Linked DNA regions of Astyanax mexicanus: region 1 is linked to region 2. Evidence: chromatin contacts called from public Hi-C data. All regions are on one chromosome and are shown on one strand. Each heading gives the region's core, a stretch centred on a gene start, on an enhancer-like site or on the middle of the called end of the contact. The rest is flanking DNA. Distances are from core to core; before and after follow the strand shown. Region 1 holds the start of snx14 (sorting nexin 14). Region 2 holds the start of rngtt (RNA guanylyltransferase and 5'-phosphatase).

The links. Hi-C and Micro-C count contacts between places; a contact is called where the count stands out from the background.
Region 1: a Hi-C map of muscle shows a contact between it and region 2, with 6 times the contacts expected there. The contact joins the promoter of snx14 here to the promoter of rngtt in region 2. A contact is called at or near these places in 2 of 3 Hi-C or Micro-C datasets (both in muscle).

What each region holds. Positions count from the first base shown.
Region 1 is chr1:50,132,639-50,138,760 of AstMex3_surface, reverse strand. snx14 (sorting nexin 14) reads right to left here and starts at 3,401. Exons shown (of 30, transcript XM_049479513.1): 1 at 3,222-3,401; 2 at 1,576-1,712. The coding sequence starts at 1,712.
Region 2 is chr1:49,824,569-49,830,104 of AstMex3_surface, reverse strand. It overlaps rngtt (RNA guanylyltransferase and 5'-phosphatase), which reads right to left and starts at 3,956. Exons shown (of 16, transcript XM_022662454.2): 1 at 3,606-3,956; 2 at 758-867; 3 at 508-611; 4 at 274-362. The coding sequence starts at 3,669.

The sequences.
Region 1 (6,122 bases), core at 2,152-4,651, 310 kb before region 2:
ACACGGGTGGTGAAGAAGGCACAACAACGCCTGTACTTCCTCAGACGGCTGAGGAGGTTTGGTCTGAACCCCAGCATCCTCAGGACTTTCTACACCTGCACTGTGGAAAGCATTCTGACGGGCAGCATCACCACCTGGTATGGGAACTGTACTGCTCTGGAGCGGAAATCCCTGCAGAGGGTTGTGCGCACAGCGCAGTACATCACTGGGGTTGAGCTCCCAAACCTTTTGGATTTATACACCAACCGCTGCCTGAGGAAATCCAAAAAGATCATGAAGGACCCGTTCCATCCAAGCCATTCCCTGTTCTCACAGCTGCCGAGTGGAAGGAGGCTCAGAAGCTTGAAGACCAGAACCAGCCGGTTCCGAGACAGCTTCTTCCCCCAAGCAACCAGGCTGTGGAACAGCCAGTAGAACGGTGTTCTGCCCAACCCACCCCACTGAAACCCATACAAACTCTGCACCCTGCACTTTACTTTACACTGCATCTATCAGACTTTCCCATATTATACAGCATTCTGCCCCCTGCACTCCCCACTCAACTCATTCCTTACCTGCACTTACTCATAGCTATACTGTCACATACTGACTACTTCCACACTATCCGCATATCTACATCTGTGCATATCTGTTCTAATAATATTTGTCTATAGTGTAAGTTATCATGTTTATTGTAATTAAGTGTATTGTAAATAGTGTTTATACTGTAAGTTATCTGTATGTCCTATTTTTATATATTTTATATTATTTTATTACTCTCTTGTAAATATTATTCTTTGCGCATTGGTGGGAATCTGCACCCAAGTTTTTCACTCACATGTACACCTGTACTCTGTGACGTGACAATAAAAATCTTGAATCTTGAATCTTGAATCTTGAAATATAATCATTGTTGGAACATTATTTTTTTTTGTTAACAATTATTTTTCTTGAGAGCCTACTATATATTACAGGACTACAAACAATTAAGGAACCTACATTTTGTTTAAATTATAAATGACAATAAGTAAATAAATCTTCTACATGAAACGCTGAACAGTCCCCATTTAATTTCTTTCTCATTTAGTTTCTTTTTTAACGGTAAAGTAAGTAAAAAAAAAGTAATTTAGGCTGTGTAAATGTGAAAAAGAAAAACAGGATCAGTGGAACATGGATGCTTAAACTTTTGTATATGACTGTACATTTACAGCACCAGGATTCCAAATAACTGCAATATTTCCTTGTTTGAAGCATGAATTCCAAACATGGTAGGCACAGTAAAAATTCAAGGCAAATTTGATAATAGAGTACTAAGAAAATAAAACTAAAGCTAATTAAGCAGAGTTAAGAAAAAAAAGAGGACAAAATATTGCAGTATGTGGAGGATATATTTAAGATCGTTTTGATTATTAGGAAACAGAAATTCTAAAGCATTTTGTGTTGGATGAGACAATTTTACTCAAAAAAGCATAGCAGACTAGGTGCAATCTTCTTAGTCTGACAGAGAAATTAACTTCAGCCAAACAACTGCCAACACTTGCTAATGCAATGCAGCTTTTCTTGAGTTAGTTTAACTAATCACAGTACTCTACTCACCTGGTGAGGATTATGGTTGATGACAGCATGGACATCAGCAAAAAGCATATAAAAGGATACTGCCTGGCAACTTCCATAAGCACGTCAATCCTAAACCCTCTTCTGAGGGTCGCCAATAATCTTTTAACATCTGCCATCTGCCGAAGAAAACAACAAAGATGCTCACACAGATCACTGTATCACTGCTTCAGCTTCTAGTGGAGAGACATTATTCCACATCTACAAGTACTAAACACATATACTAAACAGTCAGGACACACAATACCAATGTTTTTAAATATGAAACATAGCTTTAAAAAATACATGGTGCACGTGTTCAGGTAAAACAATAGCATCTTTGTGATTGCCAGTACATTTACTGGCATGTTAGTTACAGAACACAGAAGAGTACAGGTTATATTATTTGTGCTCTAGAACATGTACGAAATGTTCAGGTGTGTTTCTTGTAGAGATTTTGTTTGATTACAATAAAATTAATCATTTGACTTTTGTAAGAAAAGTACATCTCACTTCAGAACTATTATTATTATAACTTAGTACATTTTCTTTCAGCTATGTTCCATAATACCTAATAAACCCAGCAAAATAGAAGAATTACTAATAAAATTAGACAGGCTTAGACAGTACTATTCTAATATATAGTTTTTAGTTTGTTTTTTTTTCCTTAAAGGTCATAGAAATTTACTGCAAATTGTACTGCATTTTGTACCTTGGATTTTACACCATTTTTGTTTATTATTGTCTGGTCTTAAAGAACTTAAATAGTAAAAATAAAGGAGAAAACATGGGAGTGTCCAAGAACTATTGAGCAGTATTCTTTGATTTTGCCAAATTGAAAACCTCTGGAATATAATCAAGTGGAAGATGGATGATCACAAGCCATCAAAACAATCTGAACTGCTTGAATTTTTGCACCAGGAGTAAAGGCATAAAGTTATCCAAAAGCAGTGTGTAAGACTGGTGGAGGAGAACATGCCAAGATGCATGAAAACTGCTGAGATTAAAAAACAGGGTTATTCCACCAAATATTGATTTCTGAACTATTAAAACTTTATAATTATGAACTGGTTTTCTTTGCATTATTTGAGGTCTGAAAGCTCTGCATCGTTTTTGTTATTTCAGCCATTTCTTCAGTTTACAGACTTTAATTTTGAAGTTTGCTTGAACAAATAATATCTCTTTCAATTTTATGTATTTCCTTAGATTCCCCAGAATTTCTATGTAAAGTATGTTAATATGAATAATGAGCTTTAAAGTATATTTTTGTAAAGCAGACTCATTTGGTGAGGGTTTTAAAACAGGGCTGATCCAGCAGGAGCATTAACTACAGGGTGAAGAGTCAGACAACAGTCAGCTGACAGCTATTAAAACGCTCTACAGTGTACTGGGATAAACAACCCACACCAAACCAGTTTAACTGTCTAAAAACTCCTTCTCTGTACAAACTCACTAAACTCTACACTACACAGGTAGGAACGAGCTAACTGCTTCATGTTGTTTATAGTACAGCGAGGTGGAAACTACAGCAGATAACTTTAGCTAATCTGCTAAACTCAGCTCGTCCAGCTAATCATCTTCCTGCAGATAGAGACTAAGCTACACTAGGCTAGGTTAGACTAACTCGTAATCAGGCAGATTTATAGTACCTTAAAGAGATCCTCGGCCGGAACCGTGATTTAGACCTAACTCAGCGAAGGCTGGAGAATCTCGCCTCTCTAAAACTACTTCATATTTACACTGGTAATGTCAGTCTCTCCGACATGTCAACAGTTCACTATTTATTTCCCTATCAGATTAGAGAGACTACATTTTAAAATAAGAGTCCCGGAGCTCCGAATATAACTAGAGGATAATGACCAGTCTGCCCACTTCCTGTCTCTCCCCTCTGTTATATCAGTAAATCACCGCTAGAGGGAGCCCGAGAAAGAGTAATGAATGAATGGGTGTAAATACAGCTAAACGGCTAAAACACAAATAAAAAAATTAACTAAAGTGAACACTTGTTCTCGATATTCCTTTATTTTTGAAAAGTACAATGAAGTACTAAAAAGGTAAAAAAAAAAAAAAAAAATGTTTATTTCCATTTTTCTACATCAAACTGGTTTTAGGCAGAAAAGACACTGGTCTTACTGCTACTGACTTAAGAAAACTTAAGAAAAACATTATTGAACCCTTATAAAATCTGATTCTGTTAAGCTTTTCCACTTGAACCCACTCTGAACTGATCTCTGGTGGTCAAACCATAGACATCATATACGTATAAGTGTCTATGGGTCAAACTAGCATAAGATTCTTAAGTGGCAATTCTCCTCTCTAGAGGTTCTCTCTGGTTGTGGCAAACTTTTTTGTCACATTTTAAAAAAAAAATCAGCTAGCTCTAGTCGAAAACTGACTTCCTTACAATGATTTACAGATTTATTTTGTACAATATAAATAGTTCTGATTTAATACAGTAAACATTAAATTTTTAGTTTTAGTCTTCAGTCATACTCAGTACTGTATTGTGGTATCAGGCTTTACCTCAGATTTCTGGTATCATAATGGAATAGTACCTTTCTGGTCATCCAGAGAAACCACACCCTATGCCGGTCAAGAGCTAGTTAAAACATATATAGTGTATATGTTTTATTCTGGTTGAGTAGAATATTTTTATTTTTATAATTATGACATGTCTCACTGCAAGAGACTCCAGCATATCTCCATAATTCCCTCCCAGATGAAAATTAAAAGAAACCAATTCACTCTCCATAATTGCTTACAAAAGATTATCCTTGAATCGGAGCTTTGATGTAATATTCAGTCTTCTTCGTGGGCATTCATTTACAGAAAAGCAAGCTATAGTGTTTTCTAACTACGACTTTATTATCTCATTAGCATGCATTAATTATCTCATTCCCAAGCATTAGGATCTCGTGCCCATGCCTTAATAAGTCGTGGCCACTCCTTAGGATGCCATATCCCACGCTTTCATAAGTCGTGGCCACGCATTATTTATTTTTTTATTAACAGGATGTCACATTAGGGACTCCGTAGTTTTAAAATAATAATTTAGGTTTGACTCTAGTCTCCCCGTGCAGTGAGAGCAGTGCAGGACCCTTATTTTGAAGAGTCCAAAATCCTTCTCATACCTGATCACACCCATACATCCCAGTTTACTCCAGAGCCTACAGCAGGGTATCAGTGTCTGTTTAATTATTGAATATTTATCTGTAGAGTGCATCCGAAAGTGTAATCGCACTGCTCGTACTGTTTCTGAGGTATTATGTGTCTGCAGCTCAGTTTTAATGCACTAGAGGGCGGCATGAGATAAACCTTCTCCAGAGAACTAAATAAATTTCAGAACTACACTCTGAGAGAAACTCCAGAATAAATCCTGAATGTTAGGAGGCAGAGAGGAGTGTATAAAATAGTTTATATACACTTAAACAGTTTCCTCAGTATTCTTTCTGTAAAAAAGGACAACAATTCACCATTTATTTCACAGCCACTCTCACTTAAAAGATTAACTACAGTGTATTGAGAACGATATATCATCCCAGAAATTATTACAATAAACAATATTATTGTAATTTTAAGGCAATTTAAATGCCAATGACAATGTAAAAATCGAACAGTATAACAAAGCAGTCACACCGTTTTAAACACAACAATTTTTTAATTATTTGTAGTTTGGGAAATATACTTTTATCTTCACCTGCTGCAGTACACACTGTGTGTTTGGAGGCACAGTTCTGTAGCACTGTTAATTGGATACTGTTGGACTGTTGTATTGAACTGGATACTGTTCACTGTAAACTCACAAAATGCATAAACTCAAATAAAGTAAATCTGTTTTATATAAAAATGTATATACACAAACATTAGATAAACTTTGCAGACACATATACATACAAACATTCTTTTCTATTGGCTTCTAGCACATTCTATTTGCATACTGTAGATCTTGTAGTCTTGTAGATTATACATAATGATTAATTGCCTGGTCTTAATATTGTAAGCTGTAAAATCATCAGTTCTTCTATCTATATTTTAGTTGAACTAAATCAAAATAAAAACTACAAAAAGTACACATCTGTTTTATTCACATACAATTATTGTGCAAAGCAACAAATAAAAAAATATATGAAATTTATTTACAATTTAGGCATAGTAATATACTGTGCATATTACAAGTTTAATTAAATCCAATTTTCATTAAACATTATTTAAAAATGTCAAGGCCACCAGTAAACTCAACCTATCCAGGCTTACACAGTGTATATGTTAACAAACATACAAAGAAACACAATAGACGATTTTCTTTTCAAGTCATGTCCATTTATTGTACAGAGTTGATAATGTAATTATCAGGCCTAATTTTGGGTGGATTTTTCTGTGCTATTACCTATATTTTATAGTGGATTGTTGGACACTTTAACTTTATCAAAACATACTGATTTTATTGGAGATAATTATGCCTTATGTTGTTGTTTTTTTGTTAGTTAGTTAGTTAGTTTTTATTAATATGGATCTTAAACACATCAATATTAATTATTAGTACCCTGCAC
Region 2 (5,536 bases), core at 2,707-5,206:
AGGCATAGGCAGAGGTATGTTTGAAGGAATAAATCTGAGGCATTTGATCACAAGAACATTGCTCCAACTGTTAACCATGATGGTTGTGGCATAATGTTTACCCATATTACCCATAAATATTCTTTTTTGAAAAAATAAAGAAAGAAAAAAAAAAAAGTCACACACAAATGGTAACCAATCAGTGCAATATATTGCCCGATCCCACTTTAAACTGTATTATAAAAAAAAAGCACAACAACAACAACACTAGTGCCAAAAATATATCTAACTTACCAATGAGTTCAGTAGGATTCTTTTGCATGAAGTGCTCACATAACCTGATGAACATCCCCGTCGTCTCTGCAGTGGGACATTCCCCATGACTATATGGAGCGAAAACCATATTAAAAAACTTCTACCATACAAAGAGACTCTGAATAAATAAACATCCATAAATATACAGTACAACACAGAACATTAACAGTGTGGTTTAATTTGTGTTACCATGAACAAATTCTCAAGACGTACCCTTTGCACTGAAGCTTCACATATTTGACCCCTTCTTTTTCAATCTCTGCACGATCATAAAAGCGTGTGGTGTTCGTCAAATCAACAAGCAAACCCATCTTCACCTGAGAAGGAGGAGCAGAACTGCCATTACATACCCCTACTGAAACGTTATCTCAAGTAACATAACATGTAAACAAATAGCTACAGCTAAGTGCAATATTGAGGTGAAAAACACTTTCAGCATGCTGCAGCAGCTGTTTGAGCGTACCTTCAGACTTTTAAGATAGTTGGACAGCATACTTGGGTGGAACCTGTTCTCCTCTGGAACTGAGTCGTCATACCTGGGACCCAACATTGTTTTCATTGGTAAGAATTTACCTGTAAAGCAAATGAGGTACAGTAGATAGAATTACATCAGTAAAAAAAAATCTTAAAAATTACTGTAAACTCAGACAATTACATTGCAGTCATTGACGTACTGATTACAACACCTCATTGTTCCTACATTCAATCAGCTCCACTGAGAATATATAGTAAGTATATATAATTCTATAACTTCAAACTGTAGTCCTTTAGTTTCTCAGCATGCTTTATTCTGCTCCTTTCACCCTGTTCTTCAAATGGTCAGGACCCCAGAGGACCATCACAGAGGAGGCATTATTTGGCTGGTGGGCTACCTCAGCACTGCAGTGACACTGATATGGTGGTGGTAAGATACAGTGTTTTGTGCTGGTACTAGTGAATCTGAAACAGTAGTGCTGCTGGACTTTTTACACACCTCAGTGTCACCACTATACTGAGAAAAGCCAACTCAGTCCTGTGACCACTGACAAAAGACAACCTGTGACCAACACAAACCATGCAGCTAGAGAGGAGCTCCTACCTTTTACTTTAATTCTACAAGGTAGAGCAGGTGTGTAAATGGATTCAACAGAGTGAACAGTGAGTGCACACAGTGCTTACATATATGGCAAGCAAGCATCACACAAAATATAGCTGGCCCATACTGAGAGATCCCACATTCATCATCACTTTTGACTTTTTAGGTCCCACTCCACTACATTTCAAAGTCAAATATTGTATTATTTATATATATATTGTATTATCCAAAATGTGTTGTTCCTTTTGGCTTGTGTGTGTATTAAAGCACACCATTACCAATCAGGGTACAGTGCGCACTTTATTTTAAACTTGTTTACTTACTGAGCATAAAGTATCCAGTGCAAGCATGTAGTTAAATCTCAGTGCAGCAGCATCTGGCATTTGGTGCTTATTCATAAATTATGAAATGTATGATGTAGATGTAAATGTATAAATGGATGGAATATAGTAAACGAGGTGTTTGTGCACCTGTGTTGAAAGTTAAAAGTTTGTAAATAACAAAACTTCCTTGTGAAAACAAAAACCTTGCTCAAAAGTTGTTGTTTTTTTTTGTTTGTTTTTGTTTTTTACAGCCTCCTGGATGCACCTAATGAAAATTGTTTGCCTTTAGTGTTTTGTGTTTATGCTCTTTTTAACAACAGACAACACTGTCATAAAATTAGAACATAGCCATAATAAATTGTGGTACTTTATTTTCAGTACTGAAGCACAAATGAAGGCAAAGAATGCTTAATGGTTGAAATATGACAGAGTTTTCCTAATGCTTAGCATAGGGTCTGTTTACAGATAAAGTCTCGCCTATCAACAAGGGGAGGAGGGACATACAGTCAAGACAGTCCAAACAACTGATGACATTAAGCTATAATAAGTACAACAGTGATGATTAAAAAAAGATAGAAAATAAGCATTTTTGGAAGGACAATTTTCAGTTTGGGACTGCTGCTAGAAAGCTTGGGGCAAAAACTTTTTACCAATACATTTCCATGTTTTTTTCATGAATTGTCCATGCCTTCAAGTCAACCTTTCATAACCATATGACTTTAAAACATCAGTGCAGACATGGACAACAAAACCAAAAAATAAAATTAAAATTAATAACAGTAGGCTTAACTGAAATAATGTTGACACACATTTTTTAATGATAAAATGAGTGTCAGATCTTGAGAGCGCCACTGTGTAGGGCTAAATTACTGAATTAACTCTGTGCTTATGTATTTAGCTGAAAATAGCTCAAAATTTTGTCAGTAACAAAACACACACAGACTTGTAGACCAAATATCTGGGTATTTTTTATTTTCCAAAACGTATCCAGGACTGCAAATATTTTTAAATTCCATGACTTTTTTCCAGGCTTTTCAAGACCGTACAAACCCTGTTGGGGAAAGGTCTGGGCCGGTTGTGAAAAAGTTAGTCTGGAGCCCTGAAGTATGTTAGGTTACATTGTTTGGCCCTTTCTTTGCTATACCCACAAGTGAAAAGGACAACAAAAAGTCGTGTAAACATGTGAGAGTGGGAGAGTGGTAGTGAAACCCTGAGTCGTGTTCTGGATGTGCTCTCTGAACAGCATCGACTCCGGCGGCTCAAATGACGTTCAGACAACTGTGTACAGGATAAGCTTCTGCTGCGCTGCTCACTTGCACTAATCCTGCCCACTACTGCAGACTCGACTTCTTCAGTTCACAGTCCCATATAATTATTTCCATGACACCATTCTGCTAGTTTAATTTATAAATCAGCAGCCATTCAGTACTGCCCGAACTGCGTGTTTTGCTTTAGGCAACTGCGTAAAGTTAGCTGGACAGCTAGCTACAAGCTGGTGGCAAAACATGCTGAAACACCAGCAGCAGTTAGCAGTTTGCAGCTAAGCTACTTAGCTAGCAAGCGACCCTCCAGCTTCCTAGGCTATAAGGTTAGCTTTCTGTTTACAGTTGGGACCAGTAACACTAGCTTAGCCTAGCATGCTAGCTGCTGCTGACCCACGCTGATTAACTAAGCTAACGCTAGGTTAGCGAACTAGGTGCTCCGCTATTTTAGCTCAGTTAATTAATTAGAAAGCGCTAATTGTTTACTAGCCTAGCAGGTAGCTAAAGCGCCAGGTTAGCTAGCCTTGCTAAGCTATGTTGCTAGGCAGCTGAACTAAAGTGATTTTCAAGCTAAGCTAAGTAGCTAAGCTATGATACGCTAGCTCGCCAACTTGGACCTTCTGCTGAATTGCCCGTTTTCCAGGAGCTCACCAGCCACAGGTTGTCCTCTCCTAGGGCAGTTCCTCCATCGAGGGGGTGGTCCTGTGTGTGACATGGTCTCTGGATGTTGTTTTCCAGTAAACTGTGTTCAGAACAGTGAACTAGCGCAGCATCAGCCGCTGGCTCCCCCAGAGTGGAGCCCTCCAAGGCGGGCTTCTGGTCCCGGGCTGACCCGCTGCTCGCTGCCTCGGCCTCTGAATCAGACTCGCTCGCCCGGTCTCAGCCCTTCAGCCCGCAGGCCCCGCTCACAGAAACGTCCCCCTCGGTTTCGGACTGAAGCCAAAAATGACCAAATATCCACGCAGCGCCCGCTCACAGAGCTGTCACACAAACTACAAAGTAGTGAATGGGCAACAGCCTGAAACAGCGACTCGAAATTGAATCGAATCAGCTGGTGAGTCAAACATTTAGGAGTCGACACAGTGATTCGAACTCGGTTCCTTGTGGATGTTTTGAAGCTCTGTTTTGAAGCTCTGTTACTGTTATGCTCTGTTTAAAGTAACGAGTAATTACAAGTAGTTATACAGAAACGCGCAATTTTATTCGATTACAATCAAATAACTTATTTATTCATTTATAAGCATAAAACATTCTTTGATGCCGTTAGAAGTCATTTGACGTGGAACCGTGTACTGGTCAAAAGTTTTTTTATCTTTATTTTTGCTATTTAAGCAGTTTAGGTCCCACAATAACTGAAAATTATACAAAATCCAAAGTGCAAAGCTGCTATGCCCTTTAAGAGAAACAAACGTACTAAAACTGAAATAAGTAATTGTAGTATTGTAAAATTATACATATATAAATATTCTATAACCTCAAATCCTGGTTAAATCCAGTTTAATTATTATTATTATTATTATTATTATTATTATTATTATTATTATTATTATTATTATTATTATTATTGCTGTTGTTGTTTAATGCCCCTAGTGGCTGACACGTTTGTGCTTCTCATTGTATTTTGACTTATGAAGGGGTCAATATAAACTGTACAGCACAGGCTGTAGGCTTTATAATAAACAGCCTGCCTCCAGCAGAGCTCTTTATGTAGTGACAGCAAGCGGCCAGCAGGGGGCGCTTCATTTCCAATTTAGGCTTGTAGAGGTCTTTGAAATGGCAGACAGGTGTATACACAGGGGACTAAATTAATAAGTTCATAAATAAAATGCGAGGTGATTTTCTAATAATTATTTAAATATAATTATTGTGACAGGCCTACCTGAGATTGGTTTGGTTGAGATTTGTTTTATATATCACGTTAACTCACTTCAACATGCCTTTTGCAATCATTTAGTCAATGCTGAAATCACCATTACAAACTGTACAGCGGGCAAGACTTCTTCTCTACTTCTTTTATACTTTTACCAGACATGGATATACTGGAGTAGGCAAAGGTGAAATAAGGGGAAAAAAGGAGGGGAAAAAACACTGCCCACACACTATAAACTGATTGGCTGGCTCACAGACTCTTAGCAAAGAACAGACCAATCAGAACACTCTCTGTTTTGCATGTGTTTCATAAATATGCGCACGAGGGGAGCGCCTTTCTTTCACTCTCCCTCTCTTTAACACGCTCAGTTTGGTAAAAAGGTCTGTTTTCACTCTTGGGCCACTTGTTCTAGATTCACAGAGATTTTCTGACTTGCGAGCTGTTGTTGATATGCAGTAGACTCCCGCAACTTCCGGGAGACTTGGGACTTTATCCATGAAAGGGTAGCATGATTAGCGTTAGGACAAAATATCATTCATACAGCAGTCTCCCCATTAACAAGGTCTCTGACTGAACGCAGTTAGTAAAATAAAAGATGTGGAAAACAGCAAGTAGCTTATACTGAGAGAGAAATTTAGCTTAAAAAAAACATGGAACATGTCTGGGACCAAAAAAAAATCCAAATCTGATCTTTGGAGGTGTGTAAATTCTA